3 separate regions of the Gossypium hirsutum genome follow, and all the other regions are linked to region 2. The links are chromatin contacts, called in public Hi-C maps. All regions are on one chromosome and are shown on one strand. The core of a region is the stretch at or near the end of the contact, and the rest is flanking DNA. Distances in the headings are between cores, read along the strand shown.

Region 1 (3,279 bases), core at 303-2,802, 680 kb before region 2:
CAAGGTTAGAGAATAAACCTTCTTATACCTGGAAGAGCATTTGGGCTACCAAAGGTAGTCTCCATGACAGGATATGCTAGAGAGTTGGAACTGGAACAAAATTCCAATTAAAGATGCTGCTTGGGTGCCTGATACTGGGGATCACAAAATTCAAAGTAGTGGAAAAATTTTAGATGCAATGATGGTGGTTGATCTTATAGATAAGGATTCAAGACAATAGAAAGGAGAGTTTATCAAAAATACCTTCTGTGTGACTGATGTTGAGAGAGTTTTAAAAATCCTGTTGGCAAGGATTCCTCATGAGGATTATCTGGTGTAGAAAGGTGCGGAAAGGTGAGGCCTCGGGTGTGTATTCTGTTCGTAGTGCTTACAAAAAGCTATTACAATTATCGGGGGATCCTAACTAGTTACAAAACCAGACAAAATACATGCATTACATGCCCTCTAAATTGAAAATTACAGTCTAGAAATGTTGTAGAAACTTTATCCGTACTCCATGTAATCAACAATACAGGAGACTAACAAATGTGGTTGTTTGTCCAAAATGCGCAGTAAGAGTGGAGACCTGTGAACATGTGTTTAGGGAGTGTCTTGTAACAAGGGATACATGGAGACAATTAAATTGTGCTAGGCCAGAATTAGTGGAAGAGGCGAGTTTTATAGATTGGATTACCTGGTTTTTCGAAAACAATTATACTAGTCAGAGTCAAATCTTTGCATGTGCAATTTGGGTATTGTGGACAGAAAGGAACAAGTGGATACATGGAAGGCAAAAGAAATCTGGGTTAGAAATTGCTAATTTTGTCAGAAGCTACATTATAGAACTGGATGGGTTGGAAAAAGTCTTACCTGCTAATCTGCTGGGGAATGAGAGTTGGAAGCCACCGAAAAGTCCATTTGCTAGAATCAACTTTGATATAGCATACAACAAGAAGGATAATAGGTCTTGTTCAGGGCTTATGGTTAGGGATTCGAATGTAATGGTTTTGGTAGCAAGAACTGTTCTCAATGATAATGTACCTTCTGTTTTGCAGCGGAGGCTCTTGCCTGTGTTCAGGGACTCCAACTGGGAGTGGATTTGGGAGTTATGGCTGTGGAGATAGAAGGAGGCAAAATCTGTGATAAAAAAAAAACATAGAGGATGACTGATGATAAGTCAGATATCCATGCCTACATCAAAGACTGTCAGTGGTTGAGTAAGGGTTTTCAGACTTGTAAATTCATATTTGGGCACCGATCTAAAAATGGTGTTGCTCATCTACTTGCTACAGAAGGTCTGAGACGAGGGGAATAATGGAATATGAGAAGGAAGGTACCTGGTTTTGCAGAAACGACAGTGGAAAAAGATCGACAGAAGAGCCTATCTATTTGAAATATGGTGGGTTGTCATGCAAATCGGAGAAATGAGGAGCCTTGAGAGGAATGGTGGGTAGCTGAGAATTCGTTTGGTACATTGTAAAAATAAGTAATTATGAAAGTTGTTTTCTTAAATTTATTCAGGAGTCGTGCCTAATTAATTGTTGCTGATGCTGAAAAGATGCTTCTAGAGCAACTCCTGGTTTTAGCTGGGTTGGGCCAGTGTTCACGGTCCATTTATTTTGTCATTGACTTTTTAGCTTGTATTGGGTTGTGGGTTTTTTTTTCTTTTTAATAATAAATCCCAATTGTTTAATCTAAAAAAAACATATTATTAATATATTTTTAAAATACTTTTAATAACATGTCATCATTTTATTTATTAATTATGTACAAAATTATTCTCTATCAATATATCAAATATAATTTTTTAACCAAATATCATGTTTTCTTTTAGTTGTAAAATATTTTTGTTTTATAAAAATTGTTTTTTTTTCTCAAATCATTTTTCAGATTTTATATTGATGGTAAAATAATTTGTATTTTAAAAGTAAAAATTATAATATTAAATTAGAAATAAAAATTAAATACATCATAATATTTTTAATTTATACAAAATAAAAAAATAATTGAAAATTGCCTCGTACCGATATAGTACATTGAGTTATGGCAAATTGATTTTCCAATTAATTTTGAAGTATTAAACTAAACAATTAATTTTTTTTATCCATTAATTTTTTTATATTTATTTTTTATATATAAATTACATAATAAATATAATAAGTATTGTATGATTAAAAAAGTTAGATTTAAATCCATTATATTAAAAAAAAGAGTTAGATTTAAATAGATTTATTCAAGAATCGGTTTACCAGTCCAAACTCGAAAGCCTACCAAAATTTGAAAGGGCGAGAAAAAATATCATAATCAAAAAATGAGCTTGAGAAAAACATTATAGCACGTTTGGTTCACTGTAATGGAATAGAGGCGTAATAGTATTCTTGTGTTTGGTTGAATGGAATGGAGGAGTAATAGCATAAGGGAAAAAACTAAAATGACTAGAATACCCTTAGCAGAAATTTGTTTAGGTAAATAATTATTGTTATTGTTATTAAATTTTAATAAGATTATTAATATCAATAGTAAATAATTTAATCATATATTAACATAATTATTATTAAATATATTTTAATTAAAATATATAATTTAATAAAATTCTTAATAATCAATATTCTTATATTATTTTACTCAAATCATAATATATGATACTATAAAATATAATTTAACATAATTATTATTAAATATATTTTAATTAAAATATATGATTTAATAAAATTCTTAATAATCAATATTCTTATATGAATTTACTAAAATTATAATATATGATACTATAAAATATAATTTGAAATAATTATTATTAAATATATTTTAATTAAAATATATGATTTAATAAAATTCTTAATATTAAATATTCTTATATGAATTTACTAAAATTATAATATATAATAGTATAAAATATAATTTAACATAATTATTATTAAATATAATTTAATAAAAATATATAATTTAATAAAATTCTTAATATTAAATATTCTTATATGAATTTACTAAAATCATAATATATAATAGTATAAAATATAATTTAAAATAATTATTATTAAATATAAGTTAATAAAAATATATATTTTTTATATATTTTTCTGATTTTTAATAACTTTTAGACTTTGAAAATTTTTTTATATATATTTCTGATTTTTAATAATTTTTAGACTTCGAAAAAATTTACTGTATTTTTTTATTTTTCACCTACTTTCTGAATAGAAGAAACCACATGGAACAACTAAACAAATTTTTTAAAAAGATTTATTCCCTCTTTTTCATGTATATTTGTTCTTGGTGGCCAAATTCTATTCCAACTGTTCA
Region 2 (3,781 bases), core at 156-2,655:
AAAATATATATTTCATTAGTTTTTTTCTAACATGTGGGTCTAAAGTATTGGGTAATTTCTTTTGGAATTTTTCTTTTTAACTTTTTTAAAAATGTCATTCATATCTTTATTAGAGTTTAACTTTAACTAGAATGATCCTAAAAAAGTCAGATTTAGGCACCTAATACACACTACATCATTTTTTTAGATTGCATGAATAACAAAGTATATTAAGAAACATCAAATTCACTCTTATTATTATTTTTAACACTGAATTTAATCTATTTTTTTTATAAAATTCTAAAATCCTAGACCCCTTTAGACCTTATTCTACTTTAATACTTTCCTTAAAATTCTAAATTTTAACGCAGCTTACTATAAATCATAAATCTAGTTGAAGAAAGCATAAACCTTGTATTATTATTATTATTTTTAATTTTATTTAATTAGTCAAAACTAATTAGGGTTAAATATTATTAAGGATAATTAATTTAGTGTTAGAAAGTGTATCATATTAATTAGAATTCTTTAAAAAAATATTATTAAGGGGAATTGTTATCTCTAACTTCACTCATTAAAGATTATTTTCATTTAATAAGATGGGATTAATATTTTTTTTATGTGAAATATAAATATTTTATTAAAATAATATTTTAATTGATATCATGTTTATTTAGTAAATTATAATTAATGGGCTTACTTATATGAAATAGTTATAATTTTACTTAAAAAATTTAGGCAATATGTTTTTATAAAAGAACTAATTTAATAAAAATATATATATACTTCATAATTATGTTTGTTGTTGTTATAAGTGAAATTTGTTATAAAGGGTTAAAATAAAGGGAATAAGTTATATTAGGATCATCCTAGAAAGTATAGTTTTTAGGCACCAATAAATTAATAGTTTCATGTCATTAAATTTTAAAGATAACAAATTATTATACAGTTGTTTATATCTACTATCTTCTTCAATTTAATTTCACTTTAATTAATTTACTTAAAATAATTAATTTTTTAAAATTATAAACAATCATTTTTTCTTTTTCTTTCTTTTTTTTACAATTTTAATCATTTTTTTCCAAAAGTTAATATTTTTTATTTTTGTGCAATCAATTTTTTTTAAAAAAATTAATTTCTAGACAATGGATTGTTTTCCATTTAAAATTGTTTTATATTTCATGTTATACATTTTTTAAAAGTAAAAATTATATTGCATTGAATATTTAGTGATAAGAATTGTGTAGATTTTTTTTCTAAAAAAATACTAGACTGGGCCTTTAATAACATAAAAAAACCAAATACATAGTCCAAAATCAAACTAAAAAACAAAAAAGGCCAGGCCGAATAGAAATAAAACCGGCCAAACCCATAAAACTCAATTAAAATACCCTAAAAAACTACCAACCAATAAACCAGAAAAATTAAAAGAAACAAACAAAACCCAATCAGATATAGCTTGCAACCACCCAAAAAATAAATGCCCTTATCCCTTGCTTTTTGTAGGTTGCAATCTCCTAAGGCAGGTTTCCAAAATAACATTTTCATTTCTCCTGCCTGTTCCTTTCCCTAACCGAGTTTCACAGAGGTCAAAACTTCAATCTGGTGCCCTTGGTCTTCTCCGATCCAACGCTTCCTTGACGAACCCTGAAACATCTCTTTCATGGTAAATTTCCTCTCCCTTCTTCATACTTTCCGTTGAAATCATATGTTTGAGATGATTTGCTATTTTGGGAACATATTAAAAATCTATTATGAGAAAAAAACCTTTTGCACTACCGAATATCTCTAACGATTGCTCCAATCACTGGTTTGTCTGCTGTGTTTAACTTGGATTTCTTTATCGTTGTCATCGAGTCACCCTCAACTGTCACCGATTCGAACCCAACTGAGCCCCCAATAATATGCCTTTAAAACATGCAAGGGCCTCCATAGCGAACTCCGTCAAAAAAGACTCATGAAAAGTTGTTTTCAAGGTCAATATCTCCCCTGAGGCATTTCTAACCACCACCCCTGATGCTGATTTAGCATTACTACCGTCAAAGGCTGCGTCAAAATTTATCTTCACAATGGCTCCAAGCTAGGGAATCCAATTTACATGGACTTAATGCTTGGTATGTTCCTTTTCCTTCATCTCGCCCAACCCCTTCATATAATCCAATACCCAATCTGCAATTTCCTTCCCCAACGATTTTTTCTCCTTATGCACTAATTTGTTTCTGTTTATCCAGATTGCCCACACTCCACAACAAAACAGTCTACGTTGTTCACTGGCATTATTACTAAAAACTCAGGTTAGCCACTCCCAACTATTCCGTACTAAATTTGAAGAAACCCATAACAGGTCAAAATTAACCTAGGTCTCAGTTGATGTAGGGCACTCCCTAAGAATGTGGTCAGTGCTCTTTGCAACTCCATGACAGTTAGGACATAGCTCTTCAACAGGAATTTGTCTCAGCCTTAGATTAACGAAAGTGGAAACAAAATTCCAAGAAAATTTCCACATTGTAATTTTAATCTTGGAGGGAAGATGTAGTGCCAATAACTTTTTATAAAAATCTATAATATTGGTCTCTATTTGAGCATTATTAGGAAAGAAAGTACCTTTTTGTTATAGTTTATAGCCACTTCTGACTGAGAACTCCCCCAAGGGCTTACCACTCCAAACCCTCAAGTTTTCGTGGGCTTTCTTAGATAAGGGAAAATGCAAGATTTTCGTCGCCATTTCCTCTAGGAAGGTATCAACTACAATACTTTCCCTCCATTCTCCATTATGTGTATCAATTAAGTCCGAAACTAAAAGAATCCCATCACCTCTAACATTGCTATATGAATTATTCGTGATAGACCCCGGTATCCATGCATCGTCTCAAATCAAAATCTTCTCTCCTATACCAACCCGCCAATTAAGTTAACTTTGCAAAAGACCCCTCGTTGCCCAAATACTCTTTCAGGTATAAGAAGGTAGATTTCTCAAACTTGCACTTAAAAAGTCAGAATTTGAAAAATATTTAGCTTTTAGAACCCGCGATAATAAAAAATTCAGATAATTTAAAATGCGCCATCCTTGCTTTGCTAACAATGTAATATTAAAACTAGACAAACTCCGAAAATTATACCCCATCTTCCTTTAAATCACACAAATGGCTCTACCCACACCAATGAATACCTTTTCTTTCATGCCCTTTTTCCACTAAAACTTAGCCATAATGCCCTCCAAATCACCACAAAAAAGATTTTGAAAGTAAAAAACACCCCATAAAATATGTGGGAATAGCTTGCAAAACAGTCTTTATAAAGACCTCCTTACCCTCTTGGATAAAAATCGCACATTCCAACTTTTGATTCTCTTTTTGAATCAATTATTTAGATTCTGGAAAGAGGCCTTTTTATTTCTTCCGATCATGTTGGGCAGCCTAATATACCTTTCAGGATTATTAGAAACTCACACCACTAATAAGCTAGAAACGAGACGTCTACCACCTTCTAAAGTGTTCAAACTAAATAATATGGTAAATTTATCATAGTAAACACGTTGACCCGAACATCTTTAATATTCCATTAACAAAAATTTTAAAACTCGAGCCCTATTGACATTTGCTTCTCCAAAGAGAATGCAATCGTCAGCAAACAACAAATGAGAAATTTAGGGTCCACTTCTACTTGCCTTTGCTCCTCTCATCAACCCATCCCTCATTACTAACCTCATAAAAGCTGATAGACCTTCGCTACAAATCAAAAACAAAAACATGCTTAAAGGGTCCTCTTATTGAAGTCCCCTAAAAGGTCTAAAAACCTCCCC
Region 3 (3,412 bases), core at 882-3,381, 560 kb after region 2:
ATGATAAGATCGATTAAGTTTTGAATGCTACAAGACAAGTCTTGATAAGTTCGGCTTTATTTATTAAAGAACAAAAAGATAACTCTCAAAGATATATTAAAAATGTTCATTACCCTATTACAAAGTACTTGACCGAATATATATAGGACCCTAGAAAACGAATGGTCATTTCAGCTTTTAATGTGAATACATGAATTAAAATAATACATTAATCCTAAAATTCATCAATCCAAGTATTCAAAGAATACAACAAACAATTGTATACATTCCCCTTGCCGTCCATGCACCTTGATGATGAATTTGGTGGCTGCATTTAACACATTGGAAGAGAGTTCATGCATGGGAAGAAGTCAATCAACCAAATTCATCTAAGACCCTTTGGTTACCGAAAATTCCATATATGTGAAGGAGTTTGAATGGACACTTGATGAATGTTCATGTAGCTTAATCCTTAAGGCTTTGCACCTTCTTTGTGACTGTTCAGTTTTGTATGAACCTTGGAGAACAAACAGACCTAGTTTAAAGCACCTTAATTCCATATTCCTTAGCTGAATGGACAACTCCTTGTAACCCCTTAGGTGACCGACCCTTTGTTGTTCCTAGGACAAAATAAAGACATATTAAAGACAAAAATAAACATAACAATTAAATTGTAACAAAAAAGACATGATAATAACATAACAAACTAAGACATATTTAAAACACAATAGGACACATTAGATATAAAACTAATGAAAATTACAATATTTAATACTTAAATAATAAGACACATTGAAACAAAAAAATATGATTTTAAAAAGTTGTGGAATTAAGACAAAGTAAAAAGGATGATTGAGCTTCAAAATTCCACGTGCAAAATGTTGCATGAACTTGAATCTTTAATAGATGCCAAATAAAGATTGAACTTGTCATATTCAGCCCAAACGTGTTGGATCAAACCTACAAGTGTTCTTTGAATCTCTTAGCTCTAGCCCGCATCATAGGCCTAATAGGAATTTTAATTGGACCATCAGAAATATCTTACATCCTACCTCTTGGAGTCTAATCAACATACGTCCTAAATAATATGGAAATGGGCAGCTTGATGTTTGGTCCAATTAACATTCCAAAGATCACGTCACTAACTAATTTAATAATAATAAAATTATATGATATAATGTCAATAATATATAAAGAAATAAAAAGAATGACAACTAAAAAAAATCTTTCCATAACATACCATTTTCAATGGCTTAGATTTAATTCTTTCCTATGTTATCCAACGGCCCTGACAAAATTTTCATATCTTTCTTTAATTAAAAATTTAAACAATCATCTACTCTTTTTGTAATAATTGCACTCAATGTTCTTTCACATTAAATCTTTCATTTTTATTCTAACACTTCTATAACCTTACAATTTAGTTTCTACCTTAAATTAATATCTTTCAATATATTAATCTTTTCAATTCCCTCAAGTATCCAATTATCTTTTCTACTAACACTAATAATTCTTATTTTATTGGCTTCGAAAATTTTAAGTTGTATATTCTCGAATTAACACTATTTACGATTAAGGGGGTTTTAAGGACGTTACAATAATTTGGAAAATATAAAATAAAATTTTAAATTTTAGATGGTGATTAAATTAATTAATTTCAATATTATAATAACAAATCAGTTGACATTATCAAGGGATAAAAAAATCAATAATTTATTTAATTTATTTTGATGTTTTGAAATTTAAATTTTCAATATTTAAAAAAAAAATTTAGAATTTCGACAATTGGATAAACAAGTACAATTTGATATTGTGTATTATTTTAGTTTCTATCACTATTTCACTTTAATGCTTGATGTTTTATTTACCCCAATCAATACTTAAAAACGATATTTTTTTTGGGTTACTAAACTTAAAGCGACTCGAAAGTTGGGTGACAAAAATGAAAGTGCAAATATGTTGTAACATATACAATTAACTGCCGTTAGAGCTTGTGACTGAAATGAAACTGCCCTAAAAGTTAGCTGACAAAATTATAAAAATTTAATTTTAGGTGATCAAATTGAAAATATTCTAAAAGTTGAGTGGGTCGTTTACCCAAAAAGTACCCAACCTTCAAATTCTGACCAATATAAAATAATTCAATGTCCTCACGTCTCTTTCAGCTCCTACACTTTTGGTCCAGATGAACCCAACTCCCCAATTTAAACCAGTTGCTTCGAAATCCAGGAAAACAGTTCGGTCGAGCCAATGCCTGGAGGGACGGAGGAGTCAGAGTTCCAAAGCAGCGACCGTTAGGACCCGGACCAAACCAAGCCGTAAACAAACTCGGCCGCAATCTTCTCCGGTTTCTCTCCCTTGTTTTCGCAATACCACGATACTGCCCCCGGAGTTCTTTCAAATTGACGCTCTTGATTTGGCGCCACATTTGCTTGGCAAGTTTTTAAGGAGAGATGATGTTGTTCTTCAAATCACTGAGGTAATTTTTGGTGCATTTTTGCTGACTTTCTTCCCAAATTCTTTTTGTTCTTCGGAAAATCGAAATGGAAGTTCGAAATTTGTACTTTTTGGGTGTTGGGGCTTTCATTAATTTGAGCAGTTGAATTTTGTTCAAATGCCCATTTATTTGCTTGCTGAGAAGAAAACCAAAGAAAAACAAAGGCTACCTACTAATTGGGTTTGGTCAAAGTTTCATTCCCCCCCCCCCGCAATTAATTTTAATTCCATTGTTATGTATTTTCTAATTTGAATCATTATGTTTTAACAGGTAGAGGCTTATAGGCCAAATGATTCAGCTTGTCATGGTAGATTTGGAGTCACTGCAAGAACAGCCCCTGTTGTGAGTTTAGCCCTTTTGCTTTCATCTTTCACATGTTCTCGCTAATCTGATTATTGCTCCAGTAATACCTTGATGATTTTAACACTATTTATGTTTATTTTGGTACTAATAATAATAGATATTGAGTTCCTCTATGTGGTTGTTGTAGTTTGGTCCTGGAGGGCATGCTTATGTTTATCTTTGCTATGGACTTCATACGATGCTCAATGTTGTTGCTGACAAAGAAGGAGCTGGGGCTGCAGTGTTAATACGTGCATGCGCTCCGGTGTGTGGTAAGTTATAATATTATTATCCGGTATTAACTAAGTATCTGTTACTTCTATAATCATCTGCTTTGTTTGTTATCTATTAAATTGCTAATGTTTCTTATTTTTGTAGCCTATTTAGCCTTTCATTGTTGTGAATGCGTAGTTGATAATCCCTTGAATTGTCCTTATTCAATTATTTGCAATCGCCTACTTTAACATCTCATAATATAGTAACTGTTAAGAATTTTTGTGGGAATATTCATTTCTAGTTTTCTTGTCCTTCACAAAAATCTCGAATCTTTCCATGCTTTCTATCTTTGGGTCAGAAAACAAAACATAATGTTTG

The links. Hi-C and Micro-C count contacts between places; a contact is called where the count stands out from the background.
Region 1: a Hi-C map of leaf shows a contact between it and region 2, with 2.3 times the contacts expected there. The contact joins the enhancer-like site here to the promoter of LOC107898302 in region 2. A contact is called at or near these places in 2 of 34 Hi-C or Micro-C datasets (callus and leaf).
Region 3: a contact with region 2 is called in a Hi-C map of leaf, with 2.6 times the contacts expected there. The contact joins the promoter of LOC107899396 here to the promoter of LOC107898302 in region 2. A contact is called at or near these places in 5 of 34 Hi-C or Micro-C datasets (anther, callus, leaf and 1 more).

What each region holds. Positions count from the first base shown.
Region 1 is chrD04:24,631,699-24,634,977 of Gossypium_hirsutum_v2.1, reverse strand. No RefSeq gene overlaps it. Among protein-coding and RNA genes, the nearest start is that of LOC121216154, 25 kb to the left of the region's middle. Within about 2 kb of position 1,552, at least 6 of the 9 cell types and tissues checked have an H3K27ac peak or open chromatin away from gene starts, as enhancers often do. A contact at or near this core is called in leaf, where this site is marked.
Region 2 is chrD04:23,949,877-23,953,657 of Gossypium_hirsutum_v2.1, reverse strand. It overlaps LOC107898302, which reads left to right and starts at 1,405. Exons shown (of 4, transcript XM_041091276.1): 1 at 1,405-2,093; 2 at 2,211-2,273.
Region 3 is chrD04:23,389,976-23,393,387 of Gossypium_hirsutum_v2.1, reverse strand. LOC107899396 (DNA-3-methyladenine glycosylase) reads left to right here and starts at 2,131. Exons shown (of 6, transcript XM_041091263.1): 1 at 2,131-2,458; 2 at 2,747-2,818; 3 at 2,967-3,090. The coding sequence starts at 2,165.